Regions from separate parts of the Gasterosteus aculeatus genome. Here region 2 is linked to region 1. A link is a contact called in public Hi-C data. All regions are on one chromosome and are shown on one strand. Each heading gives the region's core, a stretch centred on a gene start, on an enhancer-like site or on the middle of the called end of the contact. The rest is flanking DNA. Distances are from core to core; before and after follow the strand shown.

Region 1 (5,330 bases), core at 1,743-4,242:
TGAAGCGCGCATATACAACTTTAAATTACAGTTGCATGACTGCACGACTTTTCCATGCTCCAAAAACTCGTCTGAATGGCTCACTTTGTCAATCATTTCATTAAATCACCTTTAAATACTGTAACATGTGCCTGCTTCTTTTCAGTTGGCAAAGGAGTTTGTGAGAGGCGTCCAGAATAAGACAATGGTCCAGTTGAAGACTTGCAAACTGTGTCTCCGCTTGTGAAGTTTACGACCTGTCGAGGACAGAGGGAGAGTTGTATATTTTACCCACAGAAATACAGGAAACGTCTCACGGTAATGTTTTTTTCCCTCTCTGCAGCAGGTACCGTAGGCATCTGAGTATGCTTTCTTTGTGTAATGATTATTATAGAAAGAGTGGAATATTTCAAATGGGCTCTGGTCACTTAACCGCATTTGTATAGACTGGTGTGTAGAGACATAACACCTTGTGGATATTAAGTTACTAAGATGTTTGAAATAGGTCCTCAGTGAGCTAAAGTAAAGAAACATTGTAAAAAAAAAAAAAGAAACAAAGCGCAAACCCTTTTCTTTTTGATTGATCCAACAGACTAGAGTTGGCTCACTTGTAGTTTATTCGGGACTACGTCTGCTTTGATTATGATACATTCAATTCATTTGTCCAAATGAGCTTAATAGAAAGGTAAGAAAATGTGTATTAACATATTTGATGTTATGTATGTAGATGACTTGTATGAACTTAAAAATGTGCAGATCATTGCAGCAAAGATAAGATACATTTCTTTGAGATTCATAACTTCCAGTACTTATATGATATGATGTGATTTTATGGCTTAGCTGATAAGATGCATTTTGTTTTGGCAGCTAGAGATGACTGCACTCATTATTCGAACTACCAGAGGCGGTGATTGCTGAGGTCCCGTCTCATCCATCTAACGCCATTATTAGATGACAATAAGGTCACTATAGCGCATTGTGTATTTTCAACTTCTACATAAAATAAGATAATATAATCCTTTATTTGTCTCCCAGCGAAAAAAAACTACATCGAAACAGTTATTCATTGCAGTAACAAAAAAACAAAAATCCACAATAACTGGAACTAAGATGAAACTAGACAAACTGGATGAATATTATATATACATTAATCTTAAATAATGCATACAGATATTATCCATCCATCCATCCATTGTCAAACCGCTTATCCTGCACACAGGGTCGCGGGGGGGCTGGAGTCCATCCCAGCCAACTTCGGGCGATAGACAGGGTACATCCTGGATTGGTCGCCAGCCAATCGCAGGGCTACACAGAGACATACAACCATTCACACTCACATTCACACATCTACGGGCAATTTAAAGTCACCAATTAACCTGATCCCCAGAGCATGTCTTTGGACTGTGGGAGGAAGCCGGAGAACCCGGAGAGAACCCACGCAGACACGGGGAGAACATGCAGACTCCACACAGAAAGGCCACTGGGTGGAATCGAACCCAGGACCTTCTTGCTGTGAGGCGACAGTGCTAACCACCACGCCACCGTGCCGCCTACAGATATTATATACAGTGTAAATACATAGATGATACTTCAAGTCGTATATACTCTGTCTCAGTTGCACATTTTTGACCCTGCATGTCCGTATTGTTGACTGCAGTTGTTTTCATGGAGAAGGCCACTTTTCTGCATTGCCAATGAGTAATCTTCACTTATCTGAGAAACACCTCAGTTCTATATTGCGCGGATTTGGCCCCGAATCTCCCAAGTCTTTGCTTTGATCCAGGCTGAGGTCTTGATCCTCTGTGAGGCATTAACTCCACTGCTGTTAAGTCACCTGTCTACATGACACCTTTATTTTCAAATGCTCCTTTGATGCCAGCTGATAAAAAAAAAGTGATATTCTATTTGTATTATCCACTCATACGGTCTGAGAGTCCAAGAAGTTATTTGAGTGCTTCCTCTTCACTGGTCCCTTAACGCAGAGCAATCCCAGCCACACACAGCGGATCAAAAGCCTTTTCATTCATGAGCCAGTGTACGTCACTAATCACCTCCTTCTTCACACGTTCAAACAGTTACAAACTCAAATCAACATCTGATGGCAGACTGTTTAAAACTCTGTAAAAACGGTATTTTGACGAACCAATGCAAAGCTTTAATCTCGGCACGTGTCATACATTGTACACTGCATGGAAACAAAGAAGGTCAGCTTTCAGGTCCTCGCGTCTTTTACATCTCTCTGCCAGGGGGGTAAAATGCATGGAAGAGGCAATGGTTTTGCCCTCTTGGTGGTATTGCCACTTTAGGTGTTTAAGGCCAAAACCAACTGAGGGCCAAAAAACAGCTGAATGATGAGATACTGCTGCTGTTAAATGGCGATGCTGTGTTTACCAAAAAGGCACTTTTTGTCTTGCTTGACATTAATGATCAAAACAATGTTACCAACCAACCCTGAACATATAAGAAGAGTTGATGCTGTATATGTAACATCAGTTTTACAAATACCTCTATTATAAGAGCTACACTGGAGCAATCAGTCATTTTCATTTAACACAAGCCTTTACAGATTTTCCACCCTGCTTCATGATGTTACTCTTTATAGAGGAAGCAAAGCCTGCTGTGCGTCATGTGCTTGTATTTATCCAAGAATGCATCCCAAATTATAGGAATTGTTTAAAACAACTTAAATTGAATCCTGAATCTGTAATTGTTAAATGTATTTTGTATAATAAACCTGGTAAAACCATCCCCTGCTGATCCCGTGAATAAGTACACTGTTTCATACATGTACGTCCTTCATTCAATACAGCTCCATTGTTAGTGGTTTCAGGGGAGAAGTGATGTGTCTGGTGTTTCAGAGGATTGGAGAATAGGATTTGACTCCACATGTTTAGACACTTCTTTGGAGACAATATGACCTGAAGCTCATAGAACGACACTGCTCCCTGCTGGTTCGTTAGTAGTATTACCGGGGTCTTAAACTACAAGTCCCAAGCACGACTAAACTCCTCCCGCTGTGGTCAAAGATGCAATTGAGTCGCGTTGGTTTGCCATCACTGATCTGATCACCAAATTTAATTTAGTCATCAATAACCACATTGCAAAACACTTTGTGCCGCAGTAGATCTCCTCTACAATAAGCTTCTCCTTTCCCACTCCCGCCCGACAGGCGGCGACATTTCTCCGGTGGCGCCGTCCTCCTTCGGTGCTTCTGTGTGACAGACTCGGTCAATATGGCGGCGCACAGGGTGGCTTGTTTAGGTTTAAATGCCCTTTATTCTACTGTCTGCGCCCCAAAGCAGGTAACTTACCACATGCAATCCAATATCAGGGGTTATAAATACGACTCTATCACACAAGTATGAGGTTGAGAAAGCAAACGTTTCAGTATTAGCTAACGTTAGTGCTGCTAGCTTTCTGTTGTTAGTTTCGAAGCTAATGCTAACTTCACGCCTTGTATGACGTTAATTATACGATAAGTTACCTACCTGTGTTGCTAGCGTAATAGCTAATAGCAAAGGGAGCTATCTGACAGATCCATGTAAAAGGGTAAAAATGTCCGTCCGTTGAAGGTGAGCGAATGAAGCAGATGTGATCGCGCCGCTGGGCACATCTGTATTGCTTTAGTTTAACAAACTACCTGCAAAACATGTTTGCTTTGAGATGTCCGCACCTAAAGACGAGAGGGAAACGTGTTCACGGGGAAACACGTCCGAGTGGGAAAACCTTTAACACAGGGACACGATATCAGCAGCTACGACAGGGTTCTGTTTTTTATAAGAGAACGTTTTTGTTTTTTAACTGTTCATCCTACATCAAATATTCAAACCAGAGTCCTGTTTCCGGTAACACTTAAAACGGGTTAATAGAATATAGAATTTTCCACTGACAACACAAGCTGATATAGTATGATTATTGTGAATGCCATCTGACTTCACTGTTCAGTGTTTCCAAATGCACAAACTAATGGCAGTGGTATTGAGTCATCTTATATCGTATATTAGTCATTTTATTATTTATTTATTTATTTATGAGTGCACCTGTTTGGCTCCATTGATATTGATTACATATGTTGCCACGATAGCTACAGTGAGTTGAAACCGATGACAATTAGAGACTATCGCTGTCTTTGTTTCTTTGGTTTAAATCGACAACTTTGTAGAACTAAGTTTCTCCATTAAAGATTTGCGAAAACGCCCCAGAAAAAATGCTGCATTTACCAGTTGCTTGCTTATACGTTTTGAAATAAGTACTTCATTTGATTAACGGGGGGGCGACCCTAGTTACGAGGGGATATTGAGTGAGTCCAAAAACCCACGTTGACTCTTTGCTTGGCCGTTGTCCATAACAGTGTTTATGAATCCAAATGATCAGCTTTGTGATCACAATAACATTTGTATACAAACATCTTCAACGCTACTTGCAGGCCCTGAGGAGCTGTTGGGGGGCGGTGGAGCAGGCGAGGAGTTACTACGTCGACTGGAGGATGCTTAGGGACGTGAAGAGAAGACAGATGGCTTTTGACTATGCTGATGAGAGGTTACGGATCAATGCACTGAGGAAGAACACCATCCTGCCCAAAGAGCTTCAGGTACGGTGCAATATGTCTTTTCAAAATGCCACTTACGGTCCGTATTTTTTTAGTACTGAGCAATAATACACCAGTATAATGTATAAGCTTTTACCATAATCAAATATGTAGTAATCATTAAATTCATTAAAACCCAAATCCACTGCGGTTCCAAATGATTTCAAATACAAAAAAACAAAACACTGAATTCCTATGCATTTAACAAAAAATTTTTGCAGGAGGTGGCCGATAAAGAAATTGCAGCATTACCAAGAGACAGCTGTCCTGTGAGAATACGCAACAGGTGTGTGATGACATCAAGACCTCGGGGGGTGAAGCGGAGATGGCGACTGAGCCGAATTGTCTTCCGCCACTTGGCTGACCACAACCAGATGTCCGGGATTCTGAGGGCAAGGTGGTGATTGGGGATCCATTGGACACTACAGTCGACTTGGAATACAGAAAAAAGCTGTGTCAGTGGTTAGTGTCATAAGCAGCAAATCACCTTTTTTAAATATGTGTTAATGTTTAAAGTATCCCCTGAGAGTACTGCTGCATATTTTCTGTATATTCTGATAAGATAATAAATCAAATCCTTTGGCAGATTATTTGCTTTGTTTGTGTCGTGGCTCTTCTAAATATGAAAACAACTAAAGACATAATATTTAAAGAGAAAAATATTCCGTGACTTCTCGGAGGAGTGAATGTTGATGTGACTTGAAAACTCAATGGATGAATAAATATTGTTGTACGTATCTAACGTCTCCCCTGTTTTGTTTTA
Region 2 (5,026 bases), core at 74-2,573, 140 kb after region 1:
GTTTCTTGTAAATCTGTTGTAGGAATCTGTTGAGGATCCCACTGAACCCATATCCCTAGTAGGAGAGCTCCAGGAGAAGGTTTACTCACAGTTCCAGGTATAGTTTGATTAGTCTATTACAGAATACAAGACGCGTGGTGATGCTGGGGTTTGGCTCTGTAGATCCTTATGCTTGTGTGGCCTTTTGTTTTTGCAGAGAGCCAGTGAACTCTTCAATGCGATGGGACAAACCTCTTACAGCATTGAGGCTGCACTTCCTGACCTTGTGGACCATGCAAATCATTTATTGGGTTTGTACAAACCACAATATTTTGATCGTGTTCTTTTTTCTTTTCTTTTTTGTCCGTGAATCATTTTTCAGGCATCCTGGAAAATCCTGACATCACGTGCAACGCTAACCGACGCCCTTGTTATTGGCGTAGCAGAAGGTTATTTAGTAGTGGGGCACAAATAGTTCATTCCGCTAACGTGTGATCACTGCATGCTGACCAGGGGGAAGCACAGGAGAAACGTTTTCCTCACCAGATGCACCATGTGCCAGGATGAATCTGTTCAAAATAAAGTACCATCTTGGTGGATAAATGCACTTTATTAAATGTATTTTCTTCTCCGTCACCCATAGATGTGGTACAGGCTTTGCAGACGGCGGTGGAACAGGAGAAAATGTCCAGGCAACGCTACTGAGAACTCACTCCGTAGGGGTGTTTATTAAAAGTTCCTTGATTTAAATGTGTTAATGATTGATTGATTGTTTTAAATAAATAAAATGTATACTGACACTATCATTGAAAATGTTTAAAGTCTTGTGAGACTACACTTATATTTTTTATGCTAATGTGGAAGCATAATACATTTGCAATTAAACGAGTTCAACCCTAATCCCCTCAATGGGTGATTAACTTTTGTTTGAGCTTAAAATAAAATGCTATTTGTCATAAGGAAAATGTATATTTTTAGCAAATGATACACTCAGAAAAGAATTACGGACACACATATCACTGGTAAGCTGTATAATTGTTTACTACCCAACTGTGAACACTGACTGAACACTTGGGTTTTGAGGATGATCCTGAATTTGTCTACATATTGGATTTGGATTTACAACTAACCTTTTGGGAAAAGGTTTTGTTTACTTAACTGACTTTGATACTTGGTTCTGGAGTGGGGAAATGTACAGAAATACAAAGGTTGGAGAGCCCAGACATTTTAAAAAAAAATCCAAACTTATGAATACCAGAATCTGAAAACGCAAGAATCCACCAAAAATGGAAATATTTTCTATACAGATATTTCAATAACACAGATAAATGTACAGGGGGGGCTGAAGCAGCTGGTACCTGAAGGAGCAGCCTGCACGCACTTTAGGGCAGTAGAGCAGCCGCAGCAGCAGGTGGCGCTAGAGGGAGCTCCACGTGCCATCACAGCCAGAGGAAGAGGAGGGACCAACCAGCAACTAAACAGATTAAGTCGCTCCTCCGTCTGACAGGCGAGGAAACGGATCCAGCAGCGGAAGGCGATGGCGTGTCTACGGTTCTCGCTCCTGGTTTTGGGGATCTTCTCGCTGTGCTGCGCCGCGTCTGGCGACAGCGGTGGCGTGAAGAAGATGAAGCTGCAGTTCGCCACCGGTCCCCTTCTCAAGTTTCAGATTTGGTAACCAGATAAGCGAAATTCTGGCGAGTCATTGCGTGCTAACTAACGTTAGCTAAACTCTGCTAGCAACAGCACAGGCCGACAGCTAGCGAGCCGCCGGTGGTTTATTCAGGCTCGTTATAAGAGAAGAAACGTAAGTGTCGCTAGTTGTTGAGGAATTACGCGACCACCGCTTGAGCACACGGGGAGATTAACGTTAAATGGAAGTTCCCGATTTCTGCCGCTCGTCGTGAACATTCGGTCCAAAGCGCCGCCGCCGCCGTCAAACCGGCCCGTCAGTTTCACGTGTATTTGCAACAACAACAAAAAATCCGATAAAGTGCTCAGTTTGTTTTGCAACTGTCTTTGATCGCGGGGAAAAGTGACCTAGGAGCCATCGTAACGTTCGCTAACTCATCAAACGTGACCGATGTTAATAATCCTCTGACGTTATGCAAGTAGCGATGTCACGTGACTTTTGAAAAGACGGAGGGAGCGTAAAACTTACTTTTCTCAAACAATCGTATGCCACAAACGAGCCCCTGTTGCATTTAATTAAAGCTCTACGTGTTGAATTGCCTCTCATTGTGATGTCACACTATCTTTAACAATCTAACATACCTGAGGTTCACGTGTGCTTGTCCTTCAAGGTTTAATCCCTATAATTTACCCATGAATCACCGCCTTTCCGTTACATTGTTTTTGCTGTTGTGATGTTGCAACTGTACACTGTGTGTGTGTGTGTGTGTGTTTTTTTTCTCATTTTGTTGGTCTTCCCGCAGCATTTCCTGAGGGTACAAGCGGGTGTTTGAGGAGTACACGCAGGCCTTGTACCAGCGGTACCCGGACATCCGCATTGAGGGGGAGAACTATCTTCCCGTGCCCCTCTATCGGTAAGAGGGCTTGTGCACCTGTTACAAGTCGATCCACAACATTAAACCATTAAAGCAGCCTGGAAGCTGGTTGGGATTAGCTGGGATTCAGTGGTGCTCTGTAGTTCTACAAACATGGACAAAGATGTTGGCCCTTAAAATGGAAAACATAAGTCAGATGTGCATAATGTGTAGATGATCATTATGATAATTAGTCACTTAATCCATGGTATTTCTTTAGGACCAATTTACAATGTGTGATATCAATTTTAGTGACTTATTACAATTTATCGGTCTGATAAATTTGTGGTGTTCGTACAACTAAAAATGCATTAGGTTTTATTAGTACACTTAAATCTAAATCAACATTCCTGCCTTAATCATTACCGTCAATAACGACGATTCTATTCAGTGTTATTGAAACAGTTTTATTTTCCCTGTTTGCCCCAATTTGATCAATGACGCAAGGCAAAAATATGGCATGACTGTTTAAATAGACTGCGTTTGCTTTAGCTGGGCGTACCTCCCTAAACTAGGACTGGGCTGAATATTAACATAACGTTGTGTTTTGGATGCAGAATACAATTTTAAGCAGAGCAGAGCGCAGCATTGATGTAGTCTAGTAATGACGCATCAATGTCTGTATTTGGATCAGACCTCAAGTCCCTACGTGAGACTTCTTTGTGCACCTTTCCCAGGAGTCACTGAAGCCCTCAGAGGTCTCATCAGCTGAACTCTTAATGAACACACCCGAGATTATCTCCATCGACGAAAGCAGACTATCACACCCTGAATAAATTCAACCGTTCATACATGTTTGAAGGCAGGCTGCAGGCTCTGTGTTGTAGGTGAAGTGTGATGGTGTTAAATCTGCATCCTATTTCAGTTAAGGTTTAATATACATTCCACTTGCAGAATCTTGATCCCAGTTAAAACGGTTAATTATTTTGTATTCCAGTTAGATTTACCTGCTTCATGGATATGTCCCATTTACCTGAATAGATGTGAGGTTTAATAATTGTACTAAAAGATGGTTTCTTTATTTCCTCAGACACGTTGCCTCCTTCCTGTCTGTCTTCAAACTGCTGTTGATTGGGCTGATTATTATCGGCAGGGACCCATTCGCCCTCGTTGGTATGCAAGCCCCAGGCGTTTGGGAGTGGGGGCAGGGAAATAAGGTAAGGCTCACTGGAACTATAAAGAGCCATGAAGGGTCCGCTCCTCTGACCGAGTTGCCTCTGTATTTTGCATACGCTGCAGTGAGCTGAAGCGTGAGGCGGTATGATGCCTTTGAGCACATGTTTCATCAGTCACAGATATAAACCACGAGCATGGGGGGGAGAAAATGGTTTAGGTATACTGTGCTAATGTAGATGTACACACTTGCGAGATCTACAGCCCCCCCCCCCCCCTCATGGAGCTTAGTCAGATCCAATCAGAACATATACATGTCAAAGCAGCCCGATGACAATAGCGCACAACACTCCTCCAATTTGTCCTTTTTAACTGTTGCGTTGTATATTTTCACGGCATCGCCCTTGTGATCCACAGAGTAAGCAAAACGTGAGATAAAGCGGGACTGCAAAGCTAATTTTTAAATGAAACGTTTCTTGTCTTTCAGATATATGCTTGCATGATGGTGTTCTTCCTCAGCAACATGATAGAAAACCAGTTAATGTCCACAGGAGCTTTTGAGATCACATTAAATGGTGAGTTCATGATTCACAGCACGTGCTTTTTGACTTCTGTTGGCTTAAGTCGATTATTTAACATTATGATATGGATGGTTGTGAAATCCAGTGAATTATGTATTGTCTTTTTTATTTCATAGACGTGCCAGTGTGGTCAAAACTAGAGTCGGGTCACCTTCCCTCCATGCAGCAGCTTGTGCAAATCCTGGACAACGAGATGAAGATGAACGTTCACATGAACACAGGATCCCACCACATCTCCTAACCCTACTCGTCATGTCCTGGCTAGAGCCAAAAGCCCCTCCATGTGAGTCTAGCGTTGTTCAAAGCATGGCTCTGTTCTCCATCAGCCCTCTGCTAATCCTTTCCAGACATCTTTTTATTTTCTATTATTCGATCCCTGTCCTCCTCTCTAGGTTGGAGGTGGGAATCTCACTGGGCTGTGAAGTGATGTTTATGAAGGTCTGCGCTGAAGGCAGGAAGACTGCCAGCTCAGACTGGATGCCCCCCATCAATCTTCACTACGCTCCTTGGAGACGTCCCGCCCCTGACGCCAGAGTGGGATCCATGGCAACCGTGCCGGCCATTCTTTTGTCCTTTTCTTGTACTATTCATACTACTGCAGATTTCATCCAGCCGTCGATGGTCCACTTAAATTGATACTTATAGTCTTTAACTTTAATTGGTCTATGTGAATCTAAAAATTGTAACTTATACCACTGAGCCATATGTAGAATTTTAACTAAATTGTTCTAAACATAGGTCAGTAATGTAGAAAAATTCAATACTTCCAATCTGTCATCACGTGAAAGTAATATTGGTGATTGTGTTTTT

What was found. A called contact is a pair of places that touch in the nucleus more often than the background predicts.
Region 2: a Hi-C map of skeletal muscle shows a contact between it and region 1, with 2.6 times the contacts expected there. The contact joins the promoter of selenot1a here to the promoter of mrps14 in region 1. A contact is called at or near these places in 2 of 6 Hi-C or Micro-C datasets (skeletal muscle and tail fin).

What each region holds. Positions count from the first base shown.
Region 1 is chr3:2,073,681-2,079,010 of fGasAcu3.hap1.1, forward strand. mrps14 (mitochondrial ribosomal protein S14) reads left to right here and starts at 2,993. Exons shown (of 3, transcript XM_040170979.2): 1 at 2,993-3,281; 2 at 4,406-4,570; 3 at 4,789-5,304. The coding sequence starts at 3,213. The coding sequence ends at 4,971.
Region 2 is chr3:2,210,854-2,215,879 of fGasAcu3.hap1.1, forward strand. It overlaps selenot1a (selenoprotein T, 1a), which reads left to right and starts at 1,324. Exons shown (of 6, transcript XM_040171950.2): 1 at 1,324-1,650; 2 at 2,412-2,522; 3 at 3,553-3,679; 4 at 4,123-4,210; 5 at 4,333-4,499; 6 at 4,609-5,026. The coding sequence starts at 1,517. The coding sequence ends at 4,457. It overlaps kif2c (kinesin family member 2C), which reads left to right. Exons shown (of 21, transcript XM_078098641.1): 19 at 23-97; 20 at 197-290; 21 at 623-800. The coding sequence ends at 684.